Linked DNA regions of Sus scrofa: regions 1, 2 and 4 are each linked to region 3. The links are chromatin contacts, called in public HiChIP or PLAC-seq and promoter capture Hi-C maps. All regions are on one chromosome and are shown on one strand. The core of a region is the stretch at or near the end of the contact, and the rest is flanking DNA. Distances in the headings are between cores, read along the strand shown. Region 1 holds the start of FNTB (farnesyltransferase, CAAX box, beta). Region 2 holds the start of CHURC1 (protein Churchill). Region 3 holds the start of ZBTB1 (zinc finger and BTB domain-containing protein 1). Region 4 holds the start of KLHL25 (kelch-like protein 25).

Region 1 (3,212 bases), core at 316-2,815, 480 kb after region 3:
ACAGCTGCCGGCCTACGCCACAGCCACAGCAGTGTAGGATCTGAGCCAAGCCGCGTCTGTGACCTACACCACAGCTCATGGCAATACTGGATCCTCAACCCACTGAGCAAGGCCAGGGATCAAACCCGCAACCTCATGGTTCCTAGTAAGATTCATTTCCGATGCGCCACGACGGGAACTCCCCAGTGGTGATTTTTTTTAATTTATTTTTTATTAGGGTACAGCTGATTTACAGTGTTGAGTCAATTTCTGCTGTATAGTGACCCAATCATATATCTCTAATAGATATATACTTTTTCATTCATATGTATTTCATATATATATATACACACATCCTTTTTATCATATTATTTTCCATTATTAAATATCAGAATTAATACAAACACACGAGTGTATTTGTGGAATATTCTCTCAAACTTGCTGTTCTTTCCTTTTATGAGGCTCTTCCCCAGGATGTTCACATGGATGGCTCCTTATCATCCTCCAGGTCACCGCTTACATGTTGCAGGGAGGCTTGGCCTCACCACCCAATCTAATTAGTCCCCTCCTCCTTTAATTTCTCTCATAGATCCTGTTGTTTTCCTTCATACAATTTATCACAAATCTTCATGTATTTATTGTGTTCATTCACTTAATTTTATCACTTCCACTAGACTGTAAGTTTCCCAAGGGCAAGGATCTTGTTTGTTCACTTTTATATTCCTGGAGCCTAGCACAGTTGCCTGACATGTAGTAGGTGCTCTATTAAAACTTGCTGAATGGGGAGTTCCCTTAGCGGCACAACAGAAACGAATTCCACTAGCATCCAAGAGGATGTGGGTTCAATCTCTGGCCTTGCTCAGTGGGTTAAGGATCTGGCATTGCCCTGAGCTGTGGTGTGGGTAGCCGACTCAGCTCGGATCCGGCGTTGCTGTAGCTGTGGTGCAGGTCGGCAGTGGTAGCTCAGATTCCACCCCTAGCCTGGGAACCTCCATACGCCTGCCTTCGGTGTAGCGCTAAAAAGAAAAAAAAAAAAAAATTGCTGAATAAATGAGTGAATACTTTCTTGGTTGTTTCACTTACACTTGTTCCTTCTACTGCATTTTATTTCCTGGTACTGCACTATCACCCTCAACGGGATAGGAGAGAATTACAGTGCCCCTTCCCTCCATCACTGAGTATTGAGATAGCATGTCCTTTTTGGAGAAGCTTCTGGCGTCTCCCGGACGGTTATCATGTACGCAAAGGCGCACAATAATTCTATTCCTAATAGCATGACTGAGGCAATCAGGAGAGCTGTCAGAAAGGCTTTTAAAGTTACAGTCATTGGGTTCTTGGGCACCCGAACTACCAACATAACAATTACGTGAGAATGAGCAGAATGTTGAAAGTGAAATTAAATTCCTTCCTCGCGCGCCAAGAAACAGAGCCTCTTGCAGCAGCTCCTCTGCCCAATGGGGGGCGGAAGCATCCCAGTGACTCACTCACTGGAGACGTGTAGGTGGCAAGAGCGATTCGCGTTCAAAATCTTTTGACTCTATCCGCTTCCCGTAGCGCCTTAGCCCGCTCGAGTTTCAATACGCGTTGTTGTTTGACGAAGCTGAGTCCTATACACCGCCCGCTGCTTTCCTGATCATGGCTTCTCCGAGTTCCTTCACCTACTATTGCCCTCCATCTTCCTCCCCTGTCTGGTCAGAGCCGCTGTACAGTCTGAGGCCCGAGCACGCGCGGGAGCGGTTGCAGGACGACTCAGTGGAAACAGTCACGTCCATTGAACAGGTGAGGTGGCTTGACTGGGCGAGGCGCCCGCGCGGGGGCTTCTGGGAGCGGGAGTGCTGTCCTCAGGGCAGCCCCGGCGTGGAACTCACCGGGGAACTACAGCTCCCACAGTGCACTGCGGCTCCTCCCCTCTGGAAAGCTCCGGGCGCCCAGGCTTGGGCAGGGTAGTGGAGTGTTTGTGGGGTCAGGTTGGGGAGGGGTCGTTGTCGAGGTTGGAGGTAGAGGACAGTTCCTGGGTCCCCTCTGCTTTAGGGAGCGGACAGAATGTTGTTCTGTGAAGGACTGAAGCAGCCCGAGCGGGTCGGACAGCCCACTCCATTCTGCCAGGCATTTGGAGGTTCTCGGATGGATAGTGCACTTTCCCCACTCAACGCATAGTTTTGGGACCTGGAGGGGGAAAAAAGTGGCCAGACTGCAGACATGCCATTCCATGGTCTTTTTAATTTCTGACCCACATTGCCATGTTTGAGGCCTGCCTCGTGGCTGGGCGTTTTAGTAGTCAGTCATTTGAGCACCAGCAATGTGTTGGACACAATGCTGAGCGCTGGAAATAGAAAGAAATAAAACAGACCCGATCGTGAGCATCCCACAGCCTGGTGAAGAAGACAAACAGGAAAACAATAAAGTTTGGAAAGTGCTGTAATAAGAGTATGAATTTTGGACTACTTGCCATTCACTGAGGCCTCGAAGTAGATGGAGCCTATCACTGAAACGTGTTTGGGGAGTGAGTAGTGAACTTTATTTTTGTTCCCCAGTGGAAATTGTTCCCAAGTTAGTTACTGTAGAAGTGCTTACCCATCTGTCTTTAGGGGAAGTGATCAGAAGGATTCTTTTTAGCACTAACAAATAAGCATCAGGCTGCTTCCTAAAATAAGACCTCATAGTTACATCAGTCTCCAGATTTAATCTTGGAGGGACCTGCTTTGATTTTTATACCTGAGATTGGAGGCCTCGATTTTGGCAAAATTAGTAATGATAATTATTATATTGTATAATTATGACTATGATAACAAAAACAAGGGCTTGAATATACACTTATGCACATAGTAGCAGAGGGAATATTTTAACTGGAGATTTAAGCTTCGTGGGTTTTAGGGTAGAAAGGAAACTTACCCTTTGATTCTAGTTTCCCAGGTTAGTTTGCCCACCAGTGTGTCCTTCCACAAAAGTCTTTTGCAAAAGATTGCAAAGAAATCTCCCATCAGTGAAAAGGCCACAGGGTCTTTGTGATATTCCTAAGTGATGGGTTGTTGAGTTGATTCAGTTCAAGCCTTTTTCTTTTTATCCTTCCTAAGACTATGGGATCACCTCTTATGTAGCTAACAGAATGGACCTAGCACATAAGGCTATGGATAGATAAGATGTTAGTGGAGAACAGGGAATCAGAAGTTGAGCTAATTTATAGAGCGGAACAGAAACTTCCATGATTAGAGGGGCAAGTCAAGAACGGGAGC
Region 2 (3,264 bases), core at 542-3,041, 410 kb after region 3:
CTAAACCACAGCTTTATTATCATTCTCCTGCTCAAACTTTCAGTGGCTCCCTATTACCTACAGAGTAAAATCCAAACTCCTTGCATTGGTCCACCTGAAATTTGTATACTGAAACTCTCTGCTTTTTGAAATCCTAACTATTTTTCAAGGCTCAAATTCCTCTTTTCCAGTCCCCACCTGGAAGTAGTTTCTCCATTTTGTGCTCTTATACCACAATCTAGCAGTAACTATAAGTATTTGTGCTAATTTTCTCTCTCAGACTCTACTGTGACTACCTGGAGAATAGGAAAGGACAATGTCTTTTTCATCTTCCTGTTGGCCTCACAGTTCCTTGCACAGTGAAGGCACCCGACAAACGTCTATAGCATTGAACAGAATAGATATGGTGGTTAGCAAAATTAAGTCAGCACTAGACTTTAAAAACAAACAGCATATTTAAAAATGGATTGAAAGACAACTGCATAAACCAGCCCTGTCCAGTAGAAATATAATGCAAGCTACATGTGAATTTTCAATTTTCTAGTAGCCAGATTAAAATGAAACAGATGACATTAATTTTAATAATACATTTGTATTTAGCCAAACTATTTCAACATGTAATCAATATAAAAATTACTAATGAAGGAGTTCCCGTCATGGCTCAGCAGTAACAAACCCAGCTAGTATTCATGAGGATGTGGGTTCCATCCCTGGCCTCACTCAGTGGGTTAAGGATCTGGCCTGCTGTGGTGTAAGAGGGCAGCTGCTGCTCCAGTTCGCCCTTAGCAGCACAAAAAAAAAAAAAAATTGCTGATGAAATACCTTAAAACGTTTTACATAATAAGTCTTCTAAATCTAGTGTGCAGGATGTACTCACAACACATCTCAGTTCAAATCTGCCACATTAAAAGTGCTTTAGGGAGTTCCCGTTAACAAATCCGACTAGGAACCATGAGGTTGCGGGTTCGGTCCCTGCCCTTGCTCAGTGAGTTAAGGATCCAGCGTTGCATGAGCTGTGGTGTAGGTTGCAGACGCGGCTCGGATCCTGTGTTGCTGTGGCTCTGGCGTAGACCGGCAGTTACAGCTCTGACTCTCGACCCCTAGCCTGGGAACCTCCATATACCATGAGAGTGGCCCAAGAAATGGCAAAAAAAAAAAGTGCTTTATAGCCACATGTGGCTACTGCATTAAAAAGGTGCTGAACCTAGGGTAGGAACTGAGTCCTAGTCCTGGCTGACTACTGAGTAGTTTTGTCATCTTAGGCAAGACGTTTAACCATTTGGTTTCCACTTGTCCTTGGTTTCCTCATCCGAAAAGGAAAGACACATAGACAGAAACACGTTTCCCATCTCTACGTTCTCCAGAAGATTCTAGGATGGTCATTGATTATTAATATTTTGTGTTTTTAGGAGATTCTCTGCAGAGCTTTAAATGCCTCTTGCCAAACACTTCACTTACTGCTTATTCACCTGCCAAGATCTGAACTATCACTCTCACTGCCCCTAAGAAATGGTATGGAAAAGTATCCAAATTACAATTTCAACTTTATAAATGTGAGCCAAGGCAATGAGAAAGAATTCCCTTTCTTGTGTTCTGTGACTTGTCCTCTGTCAGCCTAGACTCAGGAAGGCGTCTATTTGAACTTTGCTCAGTTGAAGAGTCCCTTCTCCTTCCCCCCAGAGGGTCCACGGTCCCATCCTCTTTCTTGGAAGGTTTCTCAAGTCCTACTCCTTGCCTATGATTGTTGTCTTGGAGACCACTCCCTGCCCTGACAACAGTTGCTAAAGGGCGGAGACTTGGAATTGGTTCCCGGGACCAAATACTCCGGGGTCTTGTACTCTGGGCGCATGCGTCAACCTTCTTTGTGCTCTCGCGAGGTTTCCTCTTCCCGGAAGCACTGGAGGACGTTCCCTGTTAACTGCTTCGCGATGTGTGGGGACTGTGTGGAGAAGGAATATCCCAACAGGGTGAGCGAGTGGGCACCTAGAACCTCCTGCGCCCTTGGCCCGTGATCGCCCCTGAGGTTTCTCACTCCTCCGGCCGGTCTTTCCTAAAAAACCAGGGCGCTGGGCGGACTCAGCCGCTCCGCCCCAACCAGTGACCCGGTAGCTGTACTTAGGCACCTGACAGCGGAGACGGCCTGAAACTGTTGGTTCCCGCTGATCCCTTCTTTGGCGACTGATATCAGCCGTCACCCCATTTTTCTTGAGCTCCAGGGGACAAAGAAAATGAAACCCCAACTACAACCAGTCGACAACAGAAGGACACCCCCACCCCTACCCTGGTCTTATTCTCAAGCTTGTTCATTGTTCTTTCTGAATTCTAGCGCCGGAAGAGACCTCTGAGCTCATCCGTTCTAACCCAGTTTTGCAGATGAAACTAATGGCTGGAGAGGAGATTGCATTAGGAAACTAATGCCAGAGTTCACGTTCTAGTTAGTATGAGAAGCAAGAGTAGAATTCAGATTTCTGGAGTGTTACTTTCTTTTAGATCTCTGTTCCTTTGGAGCTCAGGAGGTTGCTAAGCTTGCTTGCTCTCATTCCAGGTGTACTTACTGAACAGTTTATATGTATGTAGCTAGTACCTTGCTAGGCCAGAAAAGGATACCATGTAAGAAATAAAAAGCAGGAGTTCCCGTCGTGGCGCAGTGGTTAATGAATCCGACTAGGAACCATGAGGTTGCAGGTTCGATCCCTGGCCTTGCTCAGCGGGTTAAGGACCCGGCGTTGCCCTGAGCTGTGGTGTAGGTTGCAGACGCGGCTGGCATCCCGCGTTGCTGTGGCTCTGGCGCAGGTGGGTGGCTACAGCTCCGATTAGACCTCTAGCCTGGGAACCTCCATATGCTAGGAAGCGGCCCTAGAAAAGGTAAAAAGACAAAAAGACCAAAAAAAAAAAAAAAAAAAAAAAAAAAAGCAGCTACCGTGTTGCTGGAGAGCTGATATTTTACAGGAGAATGTGATTAACAAAAACTGACAAGTACAGTACATAAATCCTATTTAAGTTTAGAGAAAGGGGAGAGCAGTAAGTGATACCGCTGTTCTCTTAAAAGAAAGGTGGACTTCATTTGAGACTTGAAAGATAGTTGTGACTAGGGTAGAAAAGGAAAGGAGGAGCTGAAGGCTAGGGGGCAGGATAACTAGAATGATTCTCATACTGGTTGGGAGGTAGAAAATTGCTTCTGTCTCTGATATTTTGAGTAGTAATTAGTGTTTGGAAAGGTTGTATACGTAACATAAACACTCATATGGTACAACTTCTTTGAAGAAATTCTAGTATTATAAAAAA
Region 3 (3,275 bases), core at 522-3,021:
CAAGAATAGTGCTGGATTTTTTTCGTGGCAGGAGAGGGACGAGCTTTGAGCTCAAAGTACATTAACAAGCACTCTATTCCACCTAGAAATAGTGCCAACTCCATTCCTTAAAATACCAGAGCCATCACACACTGGCCAAGTTTAATTTCTCAATAACCGGAATTAAATCAAGTATAATCACCTCTGGCAGATCGTCTCTACAGTGAGTGGGTTAAACTGCACCGCACTCCTGGTGTGGTGGAGTGCAATGACTAAGGCATCTAGAGAGAGCCTTGGAGTCCAGTTACTGAAGAGGTATAGGGCTTTGATCAAGCTACACAGTCTTTCCGCCTGGTGTTCCGTAAAATGAGAGATGAAGTGCATTTTCTATCAGGCTCCTTTCAGCTTTAAAATTTGTGACTCTAAAGTGTACTTCACGCACATGACAAAATCCTGTGGGAATCAAAAGCGCTGCCAAAATGACTTGACTCTCAAGAGAACGCATGCCATTGAGGGGAAACAGGAGCGTTAATATATGAAGCAAGTTAGCAGCTGTTAGTTTCCAGGCACAGTGCACAGCCTAAGCAGCTTGACAACAGCTTGATTTTCCCCAAATAATAAGTGCTAGGGAAGGCAGTGAGAGATGGAGCAAGATGGGGGGGGCTGGATTTGCTTAGGATAAAAGTAATATAATGTGAAAAAAGAAGGATAAATGAGGGGAGGGGGGGAGGCAACTTCCTGCAGGGTTAATCCCAAAAGGGGATGAGGAGGGAGAAGGAGGCCAGTAGCTGCAGCGTCTGGCAGGTGGCACCTGGAGAACCGCCCACTTGAGAGAGCTGCCGGGGTCGCCGCTGCCTGGCGAATGCCGCAGGCGGGTCGGGGCTTTCCGGGCGGGGTCGCAGTCTGGCCCGCAGCTATAAGAGCTCGGAGTCGTTGCTGCGCCCCCGCACGCCCCCGGCCTGCGTCAGGCCCTAACAGCTGCGTGCTGCGGGCAGCGAAGGACCGCTCTGGATATCCTTGGCCCAGCTCTCACTCGTGGTTGCCATTTTCCTTCGGTGCCCTGACATCTCAAAGAGACCAAAAACACCCCCCTCCCCAGCTACTTGCATCTGTCCCGCGACCGACGCAGCTGCAGGCCGCCGCCCAAAGCGGCTCGCGGCGGGAGGGACTGAGCCCGGGGCAGCCCACAAGGGCCGGGCCGCGTTGCTTACCCAGAGGCCGCCGCGGCGGGCGGGCTGCTGGCCGACTCCTCCGTGCGGGAGGGGCGGCTCCCGCGCCGCGTACGTCACGCGGACACGCCGGCTCACGCACCCCGCGGTTCGTTCTCGCGCGGCTTCCCGCGCCAACAGCCCCGCGATGGGTCCACGTGACCGCGCGCCTGGTAGCCGGGGAACTTGGGGCGCTGGGGCCGGAGTGTGCGTGCGTGCGTGCGTACGTGCGCGCCCGCCTGCTCGCCCGCTCTAGTGGCTTGGCGGGGGTCGGCCCGCGTTCTAGGTGCCTCTGCCACGGTCGCTAGTCGTGACTCTGTAGGCGGAAGCGTGGAGCGAAGCCTGAGCGTCACAGGCTCCCCACACAAAACCGCGTGACCCGGGGACTTTCCCTGGGGTGTGCAAAAGCACGGGCACCCCTCAGTTCGGGGTGGGGGCAGGGAAGGATGCGCCCGCATACTCGCGGGCTGAGGGGTGAGGGCGCGGGGCCAGGGAAGCTGAACCACGGGAGCCTGGGAGGGGAGGCGGGCTGGGCGGGGTTGGGCATGGCGGGGGAAGTGACTCAAGGCCAGAGGCGGACAGGCCCACGGAAGGCAGGAGTGGGGGGAGCGCGGGCAATGGGCGACCCTGAACTAGCTGGCCGCGCACGGGACAGAGCAAGGGTGCTGGCGCCCCCAGAACGTCAGGGACATACCGTGAGGGAGGGCCCAGCTGCTGGGCCCTATGGGGCCGGGGTCTGACATCTGGACAGAGTGGGAAAGCAGCATCCTGCCCTTGGGGAGTCGGGAGGAGCCCAGTCCCATCCAGCTGTGCAAACAGGAGGAGGAGGAGGAGGTCCCAAGCCTACCCTAGGGAGAGGGGCAAGAGGGGTGGTCAGGCTGTCGCCGCGCCGGCCCCCGCGGTGCGGGTTGCGCCAGCCTCCTCGGAACCCGACGCAGAAACTTGTTGCAACAAACAGGCGACCGCGGGTGCCCCTAGCAGCCAGCGGCGGAGTGGGTGGGCGGTCGAGAGGGAGGGGAAGGCTGGCGGACGCCGCAGCGAACTGGTGGGCAGACCCGGAGTCGCCGCGTAAGCGGGGCCGGCTCAGTGCGGTGCAGCAGGCGCGGCTGTGCGGCAGCGGAAGTCCTTTGTTGCAGCACAGTCCCTGGCAGAGCCAGAGCCTCTCCGCGCAGCCCAGCCCGAGCGCCGCGCGTCGCCGCCACTGCAGCTCGCGGCCCCTTCGTCTCCGCCCGCCTTTCCTGTGGCTGATTTGCCTTAAACTCCCTAAAATTTCCGCAGCCCCGGATCCTGCTGCGGCCGGTGAGTATTTGCCAGTTGTGGGGCTATTTGCGCAACTTTGGCCCGGGCGGGAGGGTGACGGGCCGCGAGCTTGACGGAGTGCGGGGCCGGAGCGGCGCCGACCCGTGCGGGGAGCCAGAGCGCGGCGGACGCGCTGCGAGGACCCGGCGACAGGCGGTTGCCGGGCCGCCTGCTTGATCCCGCCGCCCTCCGGCGCGTCTGGTCGGGGACGTGCGGCCTCCCTGGGTCGGAGGCGAAGCCCACGGAGACTAGTTCCCAAATTAGTTACCTTCTTTTTCCTTTCTTTCTCTGCCTTTATTTTTTGAGGGGGGGGGGGGGGGAGGTGTAGACGGGAGGCGGGAGGACCCGGTTGATTGACGTGCCCAGAGCCCGCTTCTCTCAACTTACAGCCGCGGCTTCTCGGCGGGTGGGAGGGGAAGTGTCCCGGAGCCCGAGGCCGCAGACTTGGGCGCGCTCCGAGGGAGGAGGCATAAGAGCCGTGCAAATTCTTGCCACGCTCTTTCCCCCCACCCCCACCCCGCCGGCACACACGCTTTTTGTTCAGTAAAAAGTGGTAGGTCTCGAGTTGGGGAATTTTCAGTGGAAAGATATGTTTCCTGGGAGAAAAGTGCTTTCGCTTCCAGCGTTGGGAGCTCACTAGAAGTTTTCGGTAAATGGGTTGGATGCAAATCGAGAGTCGTTACCACTAAAATATGTAGGCTTCTGTCTGAGCTCAGCTATCCTCCGAGTCTCCCTTCCTACCTAAGCAGCACATCTACGTGATCTGTCTGCAGGGTTGACAGGACATTT
Region 4 (3,220 bases), core at 439-2,938, 280 kb before region 3:
TAGGAGGACACCAAACCTGCCCCTGCTGGGGTGAACCTTGGGTCCTACTCCTCCCCAGTCCTCAAATGCAAGCGTCCTCCAACATCCCCTGGCCATCCCAACAGCAGAGCTTGGCTCAATGAGCAGCAGTACCACCTGCGAATGGGGAGAGATTAAGCCCAGGGTTCCCAAGAGCCCGACCCCAAGTCACAGTCATCAGAGTCTGGCCCATGATAAGACCGTGGGGCTTCTTCATCCTCTTCCAGTACCATGGCAACTTCCCTCCCTCCCTCAGGCAGCCACAGTGAAACCAAAAGGCCCAGACACCTGGCCTTCCCTGCCCTGAGTCACCAGGAAGGGCCAAAGCTCAGGGAGTCTTCCCCCTACCTAATGCAACCCAGCAGGACCAAGAGCGCCCGCATTAAACCTGCTGCATTAAACCCGCGGGGCGCCTGGGTCTGCCCCCACCCCAATCCCTTTGTTAAGATCTCGAATAAAGATTTCTCTGCTCAAAGATAGTGGAAATGAACTTTGGGGGCTTTGAAATAGCAGCACAAAAAGAGTGTACGGTGCCCCTGTGGGCACGTCTCCCAGCAGGAAAGCTCCTCAAGCAACCACAAGGGGGGAAAGGAGGGGGCGTGCCTATGTGCTGTGGGGTCGCGGAGCCTGGGAAAGATGGGGTGAGCAGGGCAACCGGGGCGGAGAAGGCTTGCTCTGGCGCTCTAGGGTGGCAGCCACCCCGGGGTGGGGAGTGGGGAGGCAGGTGGGCAGGATTTAGAGCATGTGACCATTCCTCTGCTGCTCCCCAGTTCTCTAAACAGAGAGGAGGGGCCCTGTCAGGTGGGACAGAAACGGCCGGGGCAGAGAGGTGGAGGCCTCGGGGTTCGGGCTCTCGTGGACGACCTTTCCCTAGTTAAACCCCTCGGCCCTCACTCAGCAGGAGACAGGCAGCCATCTGGCCCTCGGCGACAAGTGCGCGGGGACTTTGTCCGGCCCGCTCAAATACTCAAAGACAGGCAGCCTGCTCTTTCCAGGATCGATAGTAATTTTTTCAAAAGAGAGTCTGCGGACTCAATGAATCAAGCACTCCCAGGGGAAAGAGTTGCAGCTCCCGCGCGCAACATCCATTTGCAAAACAATTCATTCCCTCGCTCGGAGCTTTCAGCAAATACCCTCGCCGAGTCCCCAGGCACGAGGGAGGCGGGAGGAGCGGGGTAGGGGAGGGGGTGGCGGACTACAGTCCCCCTCTCTCCACCATTGTCCCCAACTCCAGCCCCCACTGTATCCCGAGGTGCCTGAGGCGGTTCCTGGGACCTGAGCCCAGCTGCTCTGTTCCGGGGCACGCAGTCCCGCGAGGCTCACTTTGCCAGGGGCTCCCAAAGCAGGGCGCTCAGGACCCCGCGCCCCTGGGACCGGGGTGGGGGGAGGTGGGGGTCGGGGAGTGACAAGTGCCAATGCCAGCGGCCGGGCGCGCTGCTAGACCGGCCCAAAGACGGCGTCCCCAGCACAGCCCTGGTACTCACTACTCCGGTGGTCGCCGTCCACCGCGCTCAGAGGCCACTAGCAGCCCGCGCGAGGCTCCGCAACCCTCGGCGCCGCCGCCGCCGCCGCTCCCCTCCCCCGGCTCGCCGAAGCCTTGGAGGTAGCCGCTGCTGCGGTACAGCTCCGGCGCCGCCGACAAACTAGTTTCTCCGGCCTTCCCGCCCCGCCTCCCGGCCTGAAGCCAATCAGAGGCGGCGCCTCTGTGATGGATGGCCTGTCGAACCCGTAGTTCAGTCCGAAAGAGGAGAAAGGGGTGGGCACTGGGCTGCGCCGGCTCCGCGAAAAGGCGGGGCGGGGAGAGGAAAAGGACTTCGACCAGATTCTTAAAGAGACAGGCGTCTGCCCGCCCCCGCGGCCGAAGTTTGCGAACAAAACCCAACGGTGTTCTCTCGAGCTTTCCGAAGGATGGAACTTTGTGAATTGCAAATGCCTCTTCTGTACCCGGTCTGCGACACACTTTTAGTTGTGGAAGTGTTAAGGAAACCTTTTCTTTTTACTCTGGGGTTGTTGCACTGTTTGGGATTTTCTTCAGCCACTGAACCCCATCTGAACTTGAAATATATATTTTTCAGGGTACTTCAGCTCTCCTAATAGTCTCATTTCGCGCTGAGTTCCTTTTGTAAGCCGACCTTCAAATATTCATTCATCCATTCATTCCACAAACATTTTCTGGGCGCCTGCGCAATGACCTAGGTTCAGAGTGGGGAAAATGATCTATATTCTCATTCTTGACTTCTCCAGGTTGCTGTGTATTCAACTTCTTCACCTTTAACATGACAGGTAAAAAATCCTCATAGGAATATTCCCAGAATTAAAGGAGAGAAACTCCTATGACAAAGTAAGTGCACAATAAATGTCCTTTCTTTCCTCTCTCCCATTGAAAATGGGTAATTCAAGTAGATCACTTAAGGATACAAAAGCCCTGGTCAAGTAGAGTGTTATGATAAGTGTTATAAGAGCCAAGAAGGGGGCGGAGAGAATTCCCAGGAAGCAGAGGTCACACTGACGGAAGGTGCAAGGAAGGTTTATGAGGAGGGGAGATTGCACAAAAGATTGAATGAGGGCTAGGATTTTGGCTGAGGGAAACTGGGCGGGAGAGCCCCTGGGCAGAAAGCTGTTTAGAGTGTTCAGAAGAGATCCCGGGATTAAAAGGCTGTAAAATGATAGGGAAGATGGCAGGTATTTGGGGGGAAACAGTATGGTGTGGAGAAAAGAGTTCAAATCCCAGTTCTGCCTGTCAAGACCTGTTTAGAACTGAAGGCAGAGTGCTCAGGCTCTCTGGGTGTTGGATTGTTACTGGTGGAAGGAAGGTTCTAGAACCTATTTTTCAGGGTTATGTAAAGATTAGATGAGAGAGCTTATATACTGGGCCCAGCATCTAGTAAGTGGTCAGTATAGATTTGTATCTTCATTTGGGTAAAATACAAGGACTCTTTTTTTTTTTTTTTTTTTTCTAATATGAGGATTCTAATGGTCAAGACCAATCTTGGCCAGAGGTAAGAAGCTAGCCAAGTGTGCCATTGAGGTGCTTTCCAAGGGGAAAAGGTGGCATCAAAATAATTGGTCCATTAAAGAAATGACACAGATCACATTTGTAGTTTTAGCCTCCTGCCAATTTTCTAGAGCTAGAGTATTTATATAATTGTAGGTTTAGATGAAGTTCCACATACTAAATTGATTCTTAGCAAGTTCATAACCA

What was found. Promoter capture Hi-C pulls out the DNA fragments that hold promoters and counts their contacts. HiChIP or PLAC-seq counts read pairs in DNA pulled down with a chosen protein or histone mark.
Region 1: an H3K27ac HiChIP or PLAC-seq map of alveolar macrophages shows a contact between it and region 3. The contact joins the promoter of FNTB here to the promoter of ZBTB1 in region 3. A contact is called at or near these places in 1 of 5 promoter capture datasets (liver) and 1 of 2 datasets of contacts at active chromatin or transcription factors (alveolar macrophages).
Region 2: a contact with region 3 is called in an H3K27ac HiChIP or PLAC-seq map of alveolar macrophages. The contact joins the promoter of CHURC1 here to the promoter of ZBTB1 in region 3. A contact is called at or near these places in 1 of 5 promoter capture datasets (fetal liver) and 2 of 2 datasets of contacts at active chromatin or transcription factors (alveolar macrophages and skeletal muscle).
Region 4: a contact with region 3 is called in a promoter capture Hi-C map of liver, with 4 times the contacts expected there. The contact joins the promoter of KLHL25 here to the promoter of ZBTB1 in region 3. A contact is called at or near these places in 1 of 5 promoter capture datasets (liver) and 1 of 2 datasets of contacts at active chromatin or transcription factors (skeletal muscle).

The regions. Positions count from the first base shown.
Region 1 is chr7:89,051,069-89,054,280 of Sscrofa11.1, forward strand. It overlaps FNTB (farnesyltransferase, CAAX box, beta), which reads left to right and starts at 1,566. Exons shown (of 12, transcript NM_001244680.1): 1 at 1,566-1,758. The coding sequence starts at 1,615.
Region 2 is chr7:88,983,228-88,986,491 of Sscrofa11.1, forward strand. CHURC1 (protein Churchill) reads left to right here and starts at 1,792. Exons shown (of 4, transcript XM_013978294.2): 1 at 1,792-1,946. The coding sequence starts at 1,827.
Region 3 is chr7:88,574,220-88,577,494 of Sscrofa11.1, forward strand. ZBTB1 (zinc finger and BTB domain-containing protein 1) reads left to right here and starts at 1,772. Exons shown (of 3, transcript XM_003482279.4): 1 at 1,772-2,486. It overlaps ZBTB25 (zinc finger and BTB domain-containing protein 25), which reads right to left and starts at 1,316. Exons shown (of 5, transcript XM_021099920.1): 1 at 1,191-1,316.
Region 4 is chr7:88,290,270-88,293,489 of Sscrofa11.1, forward strand. KLHL25 (kelch-like protein 25) reads right to left here and starts at 1,689. Exons shown (of 5, transcript XM_005666300.3): 1 at 1,503-1,689.